Linked DNA regions of Rattus norvegicus: all the other regions are linked to region 1. A link is a contact called in public Hi-C data. All regions are on one chromosome and are shown on one strand. Each heading gives the region's core, a stretch centred on a gene start, on an enhancer-like site or on the middle of the called end of the contact. The rest is flanking DNA. Distances are from core to core; before and after follow the strand shown. Region 1 holds the start of Idnk (Idnk, gluconokinase). Region 2 holds the start of Rmi1 (RecQ mediated genome instability 1). Region 3 holds the start of Kif27 (kinesin family member 27).

Evidence for each region. Hi-C and Micro-C count contacts between places; a contact is called where the count stands out from the background.
Region 2: a contact with region 1 is called in a Hi-C map of liver, with 4 times the contacts expected there. The contact joins the promoter of Rmi1 here to the promoter of Idnk in region 1. A contact is called at or near these places in 2 of 12 Hi-C or Micro-C datasets (hepatocytes and liver) and 1 of 1 datasets of contacts at active chromatin or transcription factors (oligodendrocytes).
Region 3: a Hi-C map of mammary epithelial cells shows a contact between it and region 1, with 2.8 times the contacts expected there. The contact joins the promoter of Kif27 here to the promoter of Idnk in region 1. A contact is called at or near these places in 3 of 12 Hi-C or Micro-C datasets (hepatocytes, kidney and mammary epithelial cells).

What each region holds. Positions count from the first base shown.
Region 1 is chr17:6,494,032-6,498,972 of GRCr8, reverse strand. It overlaps Idnk (Idnk, gluconokinase), which reads left to right and starts at 2,859. Exons shown (of 5, transcript NM_001037362.1): 1 at 2,859-2,912. The coding sequence starts at 2,863.
Region 2 is chr17:6,266,922-6,271,862 of GRCr8, reverse strand. It overlaps Rmi1 (RecQ mediated genome instability 1), which reads left to right and starts at 2,612. Exons shown (of 3, transcript NM_001400626.1): 1 at 2,612-2,846. Hnrnpk (heterogeneous nuclear ribonucleoprotein K) reads right to left here and starts at 623. Exons shown (of 15, transcript NM_057141.1): 1 at 539-623; 2 at 82-179. The coding sequence starts at 596.
Region 3 is chr17:6,303,007-6,307,947 of GRCr8, reverse strand. Kif27 (kinesin family member 27) reads right to left here and starts at 2,959. Exons shown (of 18, transcript NM_198050.1): 1 at 2,904-2,959. Kif27l1 (kinesin family member 27 like 1) reads left to right here and starts at 2,581. Exons shown (of 1, transcript XM_008771479.1): 1 at 2,581-3,228. The coding sequence starts at 2,581. The coding sequence ends at 3,228.

The DNA of each region.
Region 1 (4,941 bases), core at 1,610-4,109:
GAGGAGCCCTGAGGGTTGTCAGGGTCTCTCTCTTCTCTCTTCTCTCTTCTCTCTCTTCTCTCTTCTCTCTTCTCTCTTCTCTCTTCTCTCTTCTCTCTTCTCTCTTCTCTCTTCTCTCTCTCTCTCTCTCTCTCTCTCTCTCTCTCTCTCTCTCTCTCTTTCTCTCTCTCTGCCTCTCCTCACTGCCTGGCTAATTCTGCTGGCCATCAGTCTGGACTCTTCAAGATACCTTAGGCTACTCTCTTTCTCTCATCTCCCAGACCACACAGACACAGGGGCATCACGTCCTCATTTTCATCAACCACAACGTTCGGATTTTCTATGAACAATAGCCCCGCATCTAGTTATTCTCTGTGACAAAGGCTACATGTCACCTTATTCTCAGTAGCAGGAATAGAGTAGAGCGTGAGGAGTCTGATCCTACTGTCCTCCAAGTTCAAATCAGAACGGAAATGCTGCGCTGGAAACCTCGGCTGAGCAGGGCACATGAAGCAATCCAGTCGGCCGGCTTCTCACACGTGGGCAAACCCATTGGACTGTTGCTCTGTGTTTCCTGCATTTCCTCTTTCTTTCTTTCTTTCTTTTTTTTTTTTTTTTTCTTTTTTTTTCGGAGCTGGGGACCGAACCCAGGGCCTTGCGATTGCTAGGCAAGCGCTCTACCACTGAGCTAAATCCCAAACCCCGCATTTCCTCTTTCAGTGACTAAAGTTATGTCAAATTCATTGTCATGCCCAATAGTTTGCTAATTTCCATCATTTGTTGTTTATTCAATGACTGCTTGCCTTTGGTACTTGATCAAAGATTTTTTCTAATTTAAAAAGACCAGTGAGATGATGGCTCAGTGGTTAAGAGCACTGACTGCTCTTCCAGAGGTCCTGAGTTCAGTTCCCAGAAACCACATGGTGGCTCACAACCATCTGTAATGGGATCTGATGCCCTCTTCTGGTGTGTCTGAGGACAGCTGCAGTGTGCTTATATATAATAAATAAATACGTTTTTAAGGTATAAATCTATTTTCTCTCAATACTGTATTTTTTATAAAAATGTTATTTTATATGTATGAGTGTTTTGCCTGAATGTGTATCTATGCACCGTGTGCATGCCCCTTGACTGCAGAGGTTGTCAGAACCCCTGGAAATGGAGTTACTACTGTGAGTCCCAGTGGGGTTGCAGGGACCCAAACCCAGATCCCATAAAAGAGCAGCAAGCTCTCTTAACTGGGGAAACACCTCTCTAACCCTGGTATGATATAGTTTTAAACAGAAGAATGGGAAAATTCTTAGGTTATGAAAACCCTCTCCACAAATTAATTATTTTTTAATTACATTTTCTAAGTGGTCAATGGACAGATGTGTTCACTGACCAGTGACATCTAATTTCTACCACACTGATGGTTCATGAAATTAAAAAGAACACCCAGACCTGGGCATGGTGGCACATCTTTAATCCTAGCACTCAGGAGGTAGGAGTAGGTGGACCTCTGAGTTCCAGGCCAGTGTGGTCTACAGAATGAGTTCCAGGACAGCCAGGGCTACAGAGAGAAACTCTTACTTGAAACAACATCCTCTCTCTCTCTCTCTCTCTCTCTCTCTCTCTCTCTCACACACACACACACACACACACACACTCATACACAGAGGGAGGGAGAGAGAGAGAGAGAGAGAGAGAGAGCAATCGGTTCTCCATTGCATCCTCTTTAAAGATCAACAACGGGTTGAAGAGATGGCTGACTGCTTGTTCTTCTAGAGGACCCAGATTCAAGTCCCAGCACCCACGTGGCAGCTCACAACTGTTCTGTAACTCCAACTCCAGGGGATCCAACAGTTTCATGTATTCATGAAGGGAAGCACCAATGCACATAAAAAAAAAAAAAACTTTAAACATTATTTTAAAAACAAAACCAACAAAAAGCCCAGGGTCTTAGTATGTAGCCCAGGCTGGCCTAGATCTGAAGAGCTAGCTCTGCCTCCCTGAGTGCTGGGATTAAAGGTGTTACCGAGTTCACTGTTCAATGACCCACTTAGAAAAAGGCCACCTGCGCTCTTCTTTTTTCTGTTTTCTGAGTCCTGACCCTTGTGTGTACTAGGTAAATGCTCAACTATGAGCTACATGCTAGGCCTCAGTGTGTCCTCACGGTCCCTGTGTAGCCAAAGTCCACCCCAGGCTTAATGTACTAGGGAGGCAGAAGCAAGCAGATCTTTGTGAGTTTGAGGCCAGCTTGGTCTATGTAGTGAGTTCCAGGACAGGCAGAGGTAAAGCTGACTGAGAGAGAGAAAGAGGGGGAGGGGGGAGAGAAAGAGAGAGAGAGAGAGAGAGAGAGAGAGAGAGAGAGAGAGAGAGAGAGAGAGAAAATGTTTCAAAAAACAAAGCAAACAGAAACACACCTAAGAGTTAGATACTTGGATAAGCTTTTGCACACAGAGCGAAAGATGCTGGACCATGGCGTGAAGCTGCGGCTGGTGCATGCCTGCTCAGCTGAGGCCGCACTGGGGGAAAGCACCTTTCTACCCCTGAACATCAGTCAAGCTTGTCTCTTCCATTTTAACCCTTGAGCTTTTTCGGGTTAGAGAGAAGAAAGGGGAAGCAAGCTCTTTTTTGTTTGGTTGTTTTGTTGTTGTTGTTTGAAATGAGTCTCTCTCTCTCTTTTTTAAAGATTTGTTTATTTAACGCACATGCATACACTGTCGCCCTGATCAGACACACCAAAAGAGGGCACCACGATCTTCTGGAAACCCCAGCAGGAACCCTCTGGGGCTGCACCACCCAGCGGTCAGCGCAGGAGCGGAGGGGCGTGGTCTATGATGTCAGTGTTTGGGCGGGACCTGTCCCGGAAGCAGGTGCTGAGGACCGGGGAGCAGGGACATGGAGACACCCGGGGTGCTGCTGGTGATGGGAGTGAGCGGCTCTGGGAAGTAGGTCGTAGGGGCAGCGGGTGGGTGGAAGCTGGGAGGCTGTGGGGGGCCGGAGCCCTGGGGGCCACGCCATCGCCGCCCCTGCCGAGGACCCCCGCTCTCCTGCCCCCCTGGCAGCTCCCCAGAGTCACCACGGGTAAAACACAAGAGGTCCTGTAGACAGTGGCTAGCGACCCTTCTCATCCTTTAGTCTTATAAACCTGAGCCTGGTGGCATCTTGCAGAACAAGGTGGGAGGGTGCGAACCCCAAACCAAGAGGCAAACCTCGCCATGGGCAGATGGTCTCCCTCCTAGGTGAGTTTCTGGATTCTTCCAAATAGGTTTTGAAAAGTGAAGAGCAGCCTTGATCATGTTCCTGCTTAGGCTGGAATGCTCACATGCGAAGTGCTGCTAGAACTCTGCAAAATAAGCAGTTTCTTCTCAGTCCAGTGCTGGGAAGTTCAGAAGTAAGCAAGCGGTAGGCATTAGCTTTATAGACGCCTACCTGCGAGATTCTTTGAACTGAAGGTAAAGTGGGACAGAGCCCAGATCCATAGGTGTAACCCGGTGGTGGATTGTCGTGCAGAGGTTCAATCCCTGTACCACAGAATGAACAAACCCCAGAGGCGAAACTAGGAAGTCCGTCCATTGTGTTCACAGTCTCTTCCCAGAAACCCTTTCTCTTCCATCCAGAACCACACCTAGCCCATAGTAAGTGCTCTGGTTGTCTCTGTGGTAGAGACCGAAGGACAAGTCTGAGAGCATTACCTGTGTTTGTTTTCTGATGGAGTGACTGGACTGGGCTGGTTTGGAAACAGAGTTAGGGGCTGGGAACTCGACGGAGGCGCTGGAGGCGCTCGAAGAGAACTCAGTTGAGTGACAGGTACTGCAGGGTGAAAAACTTAGGGGAGCTCTGCAGGAGAGGTGGTGGAGGGTGCTGACGGCACGGGATCCATCTCTGCTCCTGCTGGTGTTTGTTTTCTATCTACGGAGTTTTTGCCTGCAGTTTGTCTGAGTGCCACATGGGGTGCAGTGCACAAGGTGGCCAGAAGAGGGCACCAGAGTCCGTGCAATGGGAGCTTCATACAGATGGTTGCAAGCTGCCTTGTGGGTTCTGGGAACCAAACCCAGAGTCCCCTGGAAAATCAGCCAGTATTCTAACTGCTGAGCCACCTCTCATTGTGTGCGTCTGGATAGCTAACAGGGCTCCGAGGTGTTTATGGGCCCCCGAAGTTTACACAGTGTTCTGGCATTTAAACTTTTTATTAAACCCCCTGCTTTGGATGTGTCAATCACACGTCAGGGAAGGCCCCATGCCGAGGCCAACACAAAACAAAATCAATAGTACTTAAAAAAAAAAAAAAAAAAAACAATTTCTTGAATCTTTGATAAAAGTACCATTTTCTTCATTCAGTGTTCTCTCTCCAAGTATTTATACAGGACAGAGTTTCTCTGTATAACAGAACCCTGGCTGTCCTGGACTCACATTGTAGACCAAGTTGGCCTCAAACTCAGAGACCCACTGCTTCTGCTTCCTAGTGCTGGGATTAAAGGTTTGCAGCCACGACCCCCAGCTGTTTTTGGGATTTTGAGTCAGCATTTCCGTGTGCCATCCAACTGGCCTAGAACCAACTGTCCCCTCTCCTGCCTCCACTTCTTTTTTTTTAAGTTATTTATTTTATGTATAGGAGTACACTATAGCTCTCTTCAGACACACCAGAAAAGGGCATCGGATCCCATTCCAGATGGTTGTGAGCCCCCATGTGGTTGCTGGGATTTGAACTCAGGACCTCTGGAAGAGCAGTCAGTGCTCTTAACCGCTGAGCCATCTCTCCAGCCCCCTGCCTCCACTTCTTATATCTACCACAAAGCTACAAAACACTGATTATTGAGGGGGGGGAACTTTTTTTGTTTTGTTTTGTTTTGTTTTTGTTTGTGTGAGGGAGTGAGAATTGTTTTTCTTCTCTTTTTTAAAAAAATTTATTTATTTTATGTATTATGAGTACACTGTGGCTGTCTTCAGACACACCAGAAGAGGTCATCAGATCCC
Region 2 (4,941 bases), core at 1,363-3,862, 230 kb after region 1:
CAGAGCTCAAAGTGAAAAAAAAAAAAAATCATTTCTATTTGTCCACTAATTTCCAAAATTTAGAGGAAAAAAAGCTTATACCTTGCTCTGAAGCAAAATGCGCAATTCAACCATCTCATCAGTATTTCTAGATCTTTTAAAGGCTTGTTCCTCTTCCATATCTTCTGCAGGGCGTTTACCTAGAAATTAAAGTTTAAATTTTAAGTTACCCAAGAATTTAAATCCCCAAGAAGAGGTAGCTGAAACCACGTTTTTAAGTCCCTGTCTTTGTCTTCTTCCTTCCTAACATCAAAGACCTTATTTTAATAAATATATTAAAGGATTAAAAATGGTGGGTGGAAAAAAATTGTACTGGTTTCTAACCAGTACAAGAAAAGGTTACTTCTTTTCATAAAAACGAAGATGTAACATACAAACTCGAGACTACAGAATTAAAATCTATGTAAGAGGTAAACAGAACATACCAAACGTGATATTGATGGTGAAAAGTAACGGAACAGAAAATATACAATTGATTAGAATTAAAGTATCTCCTCACCAAATTCACCATTGGTTTCGGTGTTAGGGAAGGTTTCTTCTGGCTGTTCGGTCTCCATTTTCTTGAACTAAATGGATCCACCAATCTGTTAAAAAATAAAAGAAGCTAGCTTGTATATTTGGCTTATCAGAAAGCAAAGACTATTTTGTTTACAATTTTTAAAAACTATACAAATTGAGAGACAGGTGTAATGGATTCCTTTTAGACTATTCAGACTGTCTCAATGAAACAAAAGTCTAACCACTTCCACCACCAAAACCTCCCCCCCCAAAGAAATAAAACATCAGTAATTCTGTCCTCAGCAACTTGCTTCATTTCATTACAACGGAAAAGCCAGCCGACTTAAAATTTTGTTCACAAGACTAATTCTTGAAAAGACCAAGTCTTATCACAAAGCTAGGACTAGTAGTTACTTGTGCCCCCACCCCTGTCGTGACTGACACTAATCAATTAAATCTGCCAACCTCACAAAACCTAACGGCAAATACAAACTACATTAAACTTTCACACAGAGAAATCTAAAATTCTGATTAAGGCACCAGATTGATATTACTACCACAGTTATCGCAAAGCCACGGAGCCTTTAACCACCAGCACCACTATTTTAAGTGATGTTAGAAAGGCTGCCTCCCAACAATTTCGCCTCTTATTCAACTCTCCAAGACTGCAACCAAAGCGCTACAACTGGTCCGGTCAACTTGTGGTCCTACCAAACCAAGGACTAGCACAGAATATCACGGGTATCGCACTTATGACTTCTCCTATTCCAAAACGCCGGCTGCAAGTGTCTGTCACCCTGACGGTGACTTGAAACGCCGAGCCCGGTTACTCTGCTCAAGCTCCAGCTGCGAGGGCAAAGGGGTTCAAGCAAATGAGCACCAGGGTCTACGCAAGATAGTCGAGCCCTCGCCCTGTAGCCGCGGTCCCCGAAACCCGCTAGCACTAACAGGTCCGCCGAGCGACAGACAGCACGCGTCGTCCTCCCGCCCACGGCCCGGCCCCACGAAGCGCCCCGCTACCGTCGCCGAGCGGCGCGCCGAGGCTCTCCTCACCCGGACCCGACAGGAAATGGCGGCCCGCGTAATGGCGACTACGTGCGACTAGGCGGAGTCGCGCGAGACCCCCCTCCCCCACCCAGCACGCGGGCTCGCGAGCGCCCGTCCCCCGCACCTCCCCCACTGCCCGAGACAAAGCAGCCGCGGGAGCCGCGGCCGCCCCATCCGCCCCGCCGCGCAGCACCCCCACCTGGGGGAGGGAGGCCCACGCTGTGGAGGGACAAAGAGGGCGGCGGGGGCGCCGCGGCGCACGACACCCGCGAGCCCACCGGCCAGCCCGGCGCTCCCTCCACACTGGGCGCCCGGGTCCTAAGCCCACAGGCCTTTCCCCACCGGCCCCTGACACCATCTAGCCCCAGCACGCCAACTGCAGAGGCACGCTCGGGGAAATGGCGGCGGTGGGGGAGGGGAGCCCGGGCAACGTTCCCCGGCCGGCCATGACCGGCCCGAGCGCCCCCACGACAGCCGACTAGGGGTCCGGCCCCGCTCCCGCAAGCGCGGCTCGCCCGGCCTTGCTCACCGCGCGAGTCCGCCGTTGCCTCCCGGCCGCGCCGCCTCCGACGGTCGGTCACTGCTAGACAGAGAACGAGGACAAACCCCCTCCCACCTCAGCGTCGCGCCCCATTGGCTGCCCAGGCTTCGGCGGTGGTGCGAGGGCGAAGCGATTGGCCCAAGGCCGCGTCAATTACGGCGCCGAGAACCCCGCCTTCCGCCGGCGACTCCCTTTGGGCTGTAAGGCCGCGGGCCTGAGAAAACCCGGGTGTGGGGAGAGCCTGAGCCGCCATCCCGGGGCGCCAACCCGCACCCGGGACTCGCCACCCCGAAGCCCCAATCGCCCCGATACCTACAGGCCGCAATCGAGTGGGAGACGAGCACGACGGCGACGTCTGTGCAGCGGAGAAGCAGAGGATAATGGCGTCTGCAGCGCTGTCGCCTGGAGCGCCCTCCTCCTTTCTCGTTCGCGCACTCTGTAGTGAGGGGGAGGGGAAGTGACAATCCTCTCGCGAGACTTGGGCGGGCTGCTCACGTGTGCGGGGAAAGGGGGCGGCCGCGGGGGATTTTCGAGCCCCGAGGGAGTTGGGCGGGGGCTGGAGGAGGAGGAGGGACGCCCGAGCGCGGCGGATTGGGCGGGAAGAAGTGAAAAGAGAGGGGAAGAGAAAACCCTAGGAACAGGAAAGGGAGAGCACCGGGCGGCGCGCGGCCCCGGGATCACGCTACTGCCGCTGTCGTGCGAGGCGAGGCGGCAAGGCCAGGTCGGTGCTCGGCCCGGGTTCCACCGCTGACCGTCGGGTCTCGCTCGATCCCCCCCTCCCTCCCCGCGCTGCGGACTCTGCGCCCCTCCGCGGCGCCCGGGAAACCCGCTTCGCTAACGGCTCGCCCGGCGGGGAGGGCGGGGGAGGTCTGGAAGCGGCGCCCCTCAGCGCCAACTCTGAGGGGGCCCGAACGCACTTCCGTGTTGGGCCGAGCGTCCGGGCAGCCGCGCTCCTCCCGGGAAAGCTCGCACGCACGCAGGCTGCCCGGCCGCGGCCGGGCCACCGGGGGGAAGGGTCACTGTGGGCGCTCCCCTCCCTACTCACCCTCACGGCGGTCTTCCAACGGCCCCAAAGTCTTGCTGAAGTGTCAAGATGTTCGTCTGTGGAAGCGGTCTCCAGTCAGGGAGGCGTTTGTGCGAGTGCACCCCGTCCTACCCTTCCCTTGAATAATCCCAAAACACGTACAGCTGCACCCTTTTAAATAGCTCTGCCATCTCGCAGTTGAGCCATTCTTTACCTAGCTGGCAGAGGAGACTGGGGACTCGGCGAGGCACAAAGTGAGGGTGGTCTTGCTTTGAGGCAACTTAAGGCATCCCCGACTGTCTCCGGGTTTATTATCTAGATCTCCTGTCCCCGCCTCTCAAATGCTGGCATCGAAAGGGTGTGTCCCCACTCCTGGCTCAAGTTTTAATACCTTGGGTTCTTGAGATGGAGTCTCAAAAGATCCTCTACTTCCCAGGGCCCAGATTAAAGGCGATCACAACCATGGCCAGCTAAATTAGTATTTCTATTACATTTTCCCGCCATGAGGCAGTTTCTCTGCGTAGCCCTGGCTGGCTTGGAACTCAGAGATCCGCCTGCCTCTGCCTTTGCACAGCGTCCACCGCAGCCACCACAACCCGGCTAAAAACTTTTTTTTTTTTCCTTTTTAGTTAAGGGGAAGCGGGAATCTGAAGGAAACTGTTCAGCAGTTTTCTTGACTAGACTCTGGGGAGAGATTGCTTCCTCTAGATTGTGTGGCGGGACTGTTCTTGCCCCCAGCTACACCCGTTTGTTTTCCTCTCTCTCACTTGGTAGGTTTTCTCTTTGAGTAATCAAAATCTGTCTTTTTGCCATCCTTCATTTTCTATTTAGAGTTGGAAGTTTTCATTATTAAAACCCCAGGCTGCCTATCTATCTCACTGGCATAACCCTTAGAGTGTGGAGGCCCCAAACTGGGGTGGCACAACAAAGCCCGTGACAGTTTGCTGCATTTAGTGGCTCTGGCTACGCCGGGAGTTAATGGTTAAATGGTATAGTCCAATACTTTAGTGTCAATTCGGATCCGGTATTACTTAGCTGTGGGATTTATTATCATTTTCCAATAGCTGGCTGGGATAATATTTAAAACACTATAGGCACCATATCCTGAGTTCTCTCCTGTTTGCCACTTTAACAGTTTAATGCTTATTACAGTACTTTGAGTAAGTTGTGGTTGTTTTATGTATGAGGGAGTTTTTTGAAAAGTAGAGTAAACTATGGTGGTTCTTGCCTTTAATTGAAGCAGCTGGGAGGTGGAGCTGCCAAGGCCGCTCCTGATGATGTAAATTTCATCTCTAGAATGGGGGAAGAGAACTGACTCTCAAGTTGAACTCTAAACTCCACACATGCATATATAAGGAAAAATATTGAGGATAAAAACCATATCCAAGGTGACAGAAACAGAGCTGGGTTACACACTCCTAAATGGAATTGTCTCCTTATTTTATTTTTTTTTCCCTCAAGACAGGGCTTCTCTGTGTATCCCTGGCTGGAGCTCCCTCTGTAGACCCAGGCTGTCCTCAATCTCAGCTTCGATTGCCTCTGCCTCCGAGTACTGGGATAAAGAAGTGTGTTGCTGCTGGCCAGTCCGGCTTCATGATCACTTACGTCAGTGCTAATACATCACTTTTTACCTCTGACTTTCTTTTTGGATTACCTTCCAAGAATCCTGAAGTTATCTTGGTGTCTTTAACAAGTCAAAAATAGGTGTTTTTTTCTTTTTTTTAACATATTGGATGTGTGACTGTGCACACATGGCTATACAAGCAAGTGGGAGCCACAGCCAGCCTTGTGG
Region 3 (4,941 bases), core at 1,710-4,209, 190 kb after region 1:
CCATATGAGATCATATGCCATCTTCTGGTGCATCTGAAGACAGTGACAGTGTATTCATCACATATATAAAATAAGTAAATAAATACAACCATAAAAATAAAGAAAAGAAATGGCTCAGCAGGTAGTGTGTTCACCACACAAGCCCTGGAAAGCATGTAGTGGAAAGAGAAAAACACTTCCACAAAGTCGTCCTCTGACGTCCACACGTGCTCCATTACTCACTCCCAAGCCCAAGGCAAGCAGTTAACTGAAAGTCAACACAAACAGGTAGATGGTGTTTTCCACTTCTAAACATTGCCTTTGCTTCTTTTCCTGCACTGTGATTAGAACAGCCCAACAAAAAGCAACTGGCCCTGTTCTATCCACAGCCAGAAGAGAGCGATCGCTGCTGCAGCTGCAGGCCTCCTACGTTTCAGATAGGCCAGGATTCCTCCCCAGGAAACCATCCTTCCTGAGACTGAGGTGGGTCTCCCAGGACAACAAAAGGGTTCAGTTTGGAAAGGTTGTTGCCAACCAAGTCTGACAACCTGAGTTTGATCCCTGAATCCACATGATGGAGGAGCAGGCTTCCACAGATGACCTCTGACCTCCATAAATGTGTACACACACACACACACACACACACACACACACGCACACACACACACACACACACACACGCAGGGGAGGGGGGAGAGAGAGACAGAGACAGAGAGAGACAGAGAGAGACAGAGAGAGAGAACGTGTAAAAAAATATATATAAAAATATAATAAGAGTCTTCCTACACCAACTACCATGACATAATCACCTGTGGGCACCTTGGAGGCCCAGAGGTCTAGATGCTGGCATTGAGCCACAGTCACACGTATTTGGCTCCAGAATAAACTGTTTCTTATGCCTTCTCAAGGTGACATGTTTTTGTATCAGCAGTTTCTGATGCCTTACTATGAGACCCAAAGGATGATCCAATCCTCTTTTACACAAGTCATCACCCAGTTTGGCCCTGGGGACCTCTTATACTCAGTGTTCACACAGGACCTCCTCAAGTGGATATCACTGAGTCCTTTCTGAGGCTCAGGCCTCCCTTGGTTTGGTGCACTGGTTTATCCCAGGCTGGCTGTTTAGATTTCTCTTCTGCTTCCCACAGCACTTGTTTTATGACCATGCTGAAAAGAGCCAGTGTGATGGGGAAGGTTCTTTGGAAAAGCAGGTCCTAAGATTATCACCATTGGGCAGCAAATAACACTTCCTGAACTACTTGGTACGGAAATACTGTTTGGTTCTATACAGTTTCTCACTCTGGTTTGGAACTCAGAGCAATCCTGCTGTCTCCACCTCCCCAGCCCTGCCGTTACACATCACCTAACAGCTGTGGAAATGTGACGGTGATAAATTAATATTCATCAACCTTTAAAAAACAAACAAACAAAAAAAAAACCCCAAAAACCTCAGCTCCTGTAAAAATGAACAGCCAGAAGAGGTTCACCACAAAAATCCTCTATGTCACAGTACTAAATCTCAGGTCCTTTGGGCTTCAATATCCCAGAGTCAACAAACTATCTTTAATGGGGGGTGGGGGGTGGGAGGGGTGACACGGACAGACACACAAAGCTTGGCAGTTTCAATTATTCTAATCAAATCTTTAACAATAACAAAAACAACAACAAAATGCTCATATGTATGGTAAACACTTATATCCTAAAGCACTCTTAAAAAAACAACAAAAAAAAAAAACCCAAAAACCCTCTGGGATGCAGTTTGCATAACAGTCATATAGATTAGATCACTTTTTTTATATCATCTCCAATAAGGCAAAAGTCACTGTCTGGGCCAATGAGATGGCTCAGCCGTAAAGGCACTTGTGGCCACAGGCCTGACAACCTGAACTCAATCTCTGGAACCCACATAGTACAGGTAAAGAACTGACAGTTGTAAGTTGTCATGTGACCTCCGCAAACTCACTCTCTCATACACACATAAAAGTTCTTATTAAAAAGGTTATGTTATGCTGAACCTAACTTCTTTGGATAAAATTGCTAATTTGAAAATACCCACTGGCCCAGGGGTGGTGATGCACGCCTTTAACCCTAGCACTCAGGAGGCAGAGTCAGGAGGATCTGAGTTCTAATTGGAGTTTGGTTTTTTGTTTTTTTTGTTTTTTGTTTTTGTTTTTGTTTTTGTTTTTGTTTTTTGGTGAAGTTAGTGTTGACATAAGCAGTGTGGCCATATAACACAGTTAGAATTCGCCTACTGTAATCCTAAGAAGTAATATGGTGCATAAATATATAGATAATATTCAGTCCATTTTTAAAAGCCTGTATGTGACAGTTATTCTTCAGATTCAATTTAGTCCTGTGTACTGTCAGATTTTTTTTTTTTTAAATCAGCAGGGAAATCTGATTGGCTGGTAATATTTGAGGGGGACGGACACATTTTTTTTTTAAATGTGACCAAATGCAATGTAAGCATTGGACGTTCTGTCTTGTCATTTGCTAGGAATGGGGTCTTAAACTACCGGCTTCCCGGGAGGTGGCGGGCGTGTAAAACTTGTGGTCTGCGAGTTGTCAGTTCTCTCTCGAGAAGCGTCGCGGCAGATAACGATGCTCGCAGCATCTCACGGCTGCATTACGGAGCCTGAGTGTGAGCCTGGAAACGGGGAAACAGACCCGGGCGGGCAGCGGACACCGTCCCTCAGAGCCTCGCCGCACCGAGGCTTCCCTCGCGAAGGCAGGCACACCGCGGCGCCATCCTCACGCCGCAGCCGCGCGCCCTGCCGCCCTCCGGCCCGCGCCCAGGCCCCGGCTGCTACCTCAGGACGCCCCGCTCCGTCCGCCGCTCGCCCGCCGCGTCCGCGACCCTCAGCGGGGCCGCCGCAGGCCGGGTGCCGCCGGCTTCGCGCCCCTCGGGCCCGCGGCGCACCGACCGGCTCGGGACAGCCCAGGTCTTCGCAGGCTAGCGCCCCACGCCGCGGCCTTCCTCCGCCCTCCGCGCCCACGCCTTTTGTTGTCACCAGTTCTCCCGGCAACGGCGCAGCACGCCTCCCGCCACCCCTCCGCGACCCCGCCCCCCACTGGCTCCGCCCCAAGCCGTGCCCGCCCTACGTAGGCCCAGGTTCACGCAAAACCTGCCTGCAGTCTCCGCCCCCACAAGCTCCGCCCCATGGCTCCGTCCCGCCCCAAGGCTCCGCCCTGCGGCCGCCCTTTGGTGGAGTCCCCTATCTATCCCCCTGCCCCAGGAGCCTTCTCTGAGCATCCCAGTAAACACACACAGGATGTGCGACAGCTTGACTTTCGGTACCCAGTACCACCTCAGGCAGTTCTGCTTTGAGACAGGGTCTTATGTAGCGCAGGCTACTTGAGTGCCTCTTCTTCCCACCCCCCCACCCCTGGGTCCTTATGTCTCTGGGGTCCTAGGTCCTCAGGCACCTGCCACCTCACTGCTTATATGGTGCAGGGAACTGGAACCAATCATCATGTACATAGTGATAATGCCTTTCAACTTTGACCTGTTCCATTAACAGAGATAATTTGAAAACTCAACACAGAGGCTCAAGCCTGAGACAGTCTGTGAAAAAAACAAAAACAAAAACAAAAACAAAAACAAAAAAAAACCCAAACCCTGCTGTATGACTCAATATATGTGTGTGTGTGTGCGTGTGTGTGTGCATGTGTGTGTGCACGCGTGTGTGTGTGTAATTACATAAATGAGAACAAATGTTTCACGAAACACTCGCCAGCTCTGATCCTATTCTACTCAACTTTTCTTAATGTTGACCACAACCCGAAAATCCACTTCACTGGCACGAAGGAGTGCAGTACAGTGGTTGGGCATGCGTTTAGAATACACAAGGCACAGAGTTCACTCTCCAGGACTTCTTCCTCAGACAACCAACTTCATAACTCAGTAACAGAACGCAGCCTGCAGTTTAACGTACTTCGGTGTTCAGTGGAAATCGAGCTGAAGATGAATCACATAAGACATTTCCTACACGACATCGATGGCTGCTGCTGTACCTTGGCGTCTTAGTTGGGGCTGATGTTGTGGTGAAACAGCTTGACCCAAAACACCTTGGAGAAGAAAGGAAACCTGTTTGTTTGGCTTCCTTGTCCTGAATCACAGACCCTGGAGGAAAGAAGCCCGTGAGGGAACTCAAACTCGGCAGGAACCTGAAGACAGGAGCTGATGCAGAGGGGGTGCTCCCCATGGCTTGCTCAGCCTGCTTTCTTTCAGAACCTAGGCCACGTGACCCCACCCACAGTGGTCTAGGCCCTCCCCCTCAATCACTACAGGCTTGCCTGCGGTCCAATCTTATGGAGGCATTTTTCTCAGTTGAGGTTTTCTGCTCTCCGATGACTGCAGCTTGTGTCCAGTTGACTTAAAACTAGGACCCTTTGGTTTAAATGTGCTGTTGAGAAGTGACTGGTTGTCTCATCAAGTATCTAAAATCCATCCTTGAGGAAATAACGAGGCACTACCCCTACCCTTTTCTTTTACCTCCTGGTCAGGAGGTAGACAGTTTGCTCCTATAGCCACGAGCTGCTGTCTCCTGTTGCCTGACCACAGCTCAAAGCAGTGGTGGCGCCAACTGACTATGGACCGAAACCTGTAAAACCAATGGAAGCCTCAAGCCAATGGGAACTCCTGTCACTACGGGTCTCTGTGAACTATTTATCTTAGGCTTGTCCTTGTTACTGTTTCTATTGCTGTGAAGAGACACTTCTGCTGAAGCAATCATAAAAGAAAGTATTTCACTGGAGGCTCACTTACAGTTTCAGAGGTTTGGTCCATTACTATTGTGGCAGGGAGCGCAGCAGTGTCAGGCAGGCAAGGCCGTGGGACCGGAGCTGAGAACTCATACTTGGGATCCACGAGGTGCAGGCAGAGAAGACGAGACCAGGCCTTAGAGAGGACAGAATGCGCTTATGCTCACAGACGAGCACTGGAGAAGTCAGGGAAGCTAC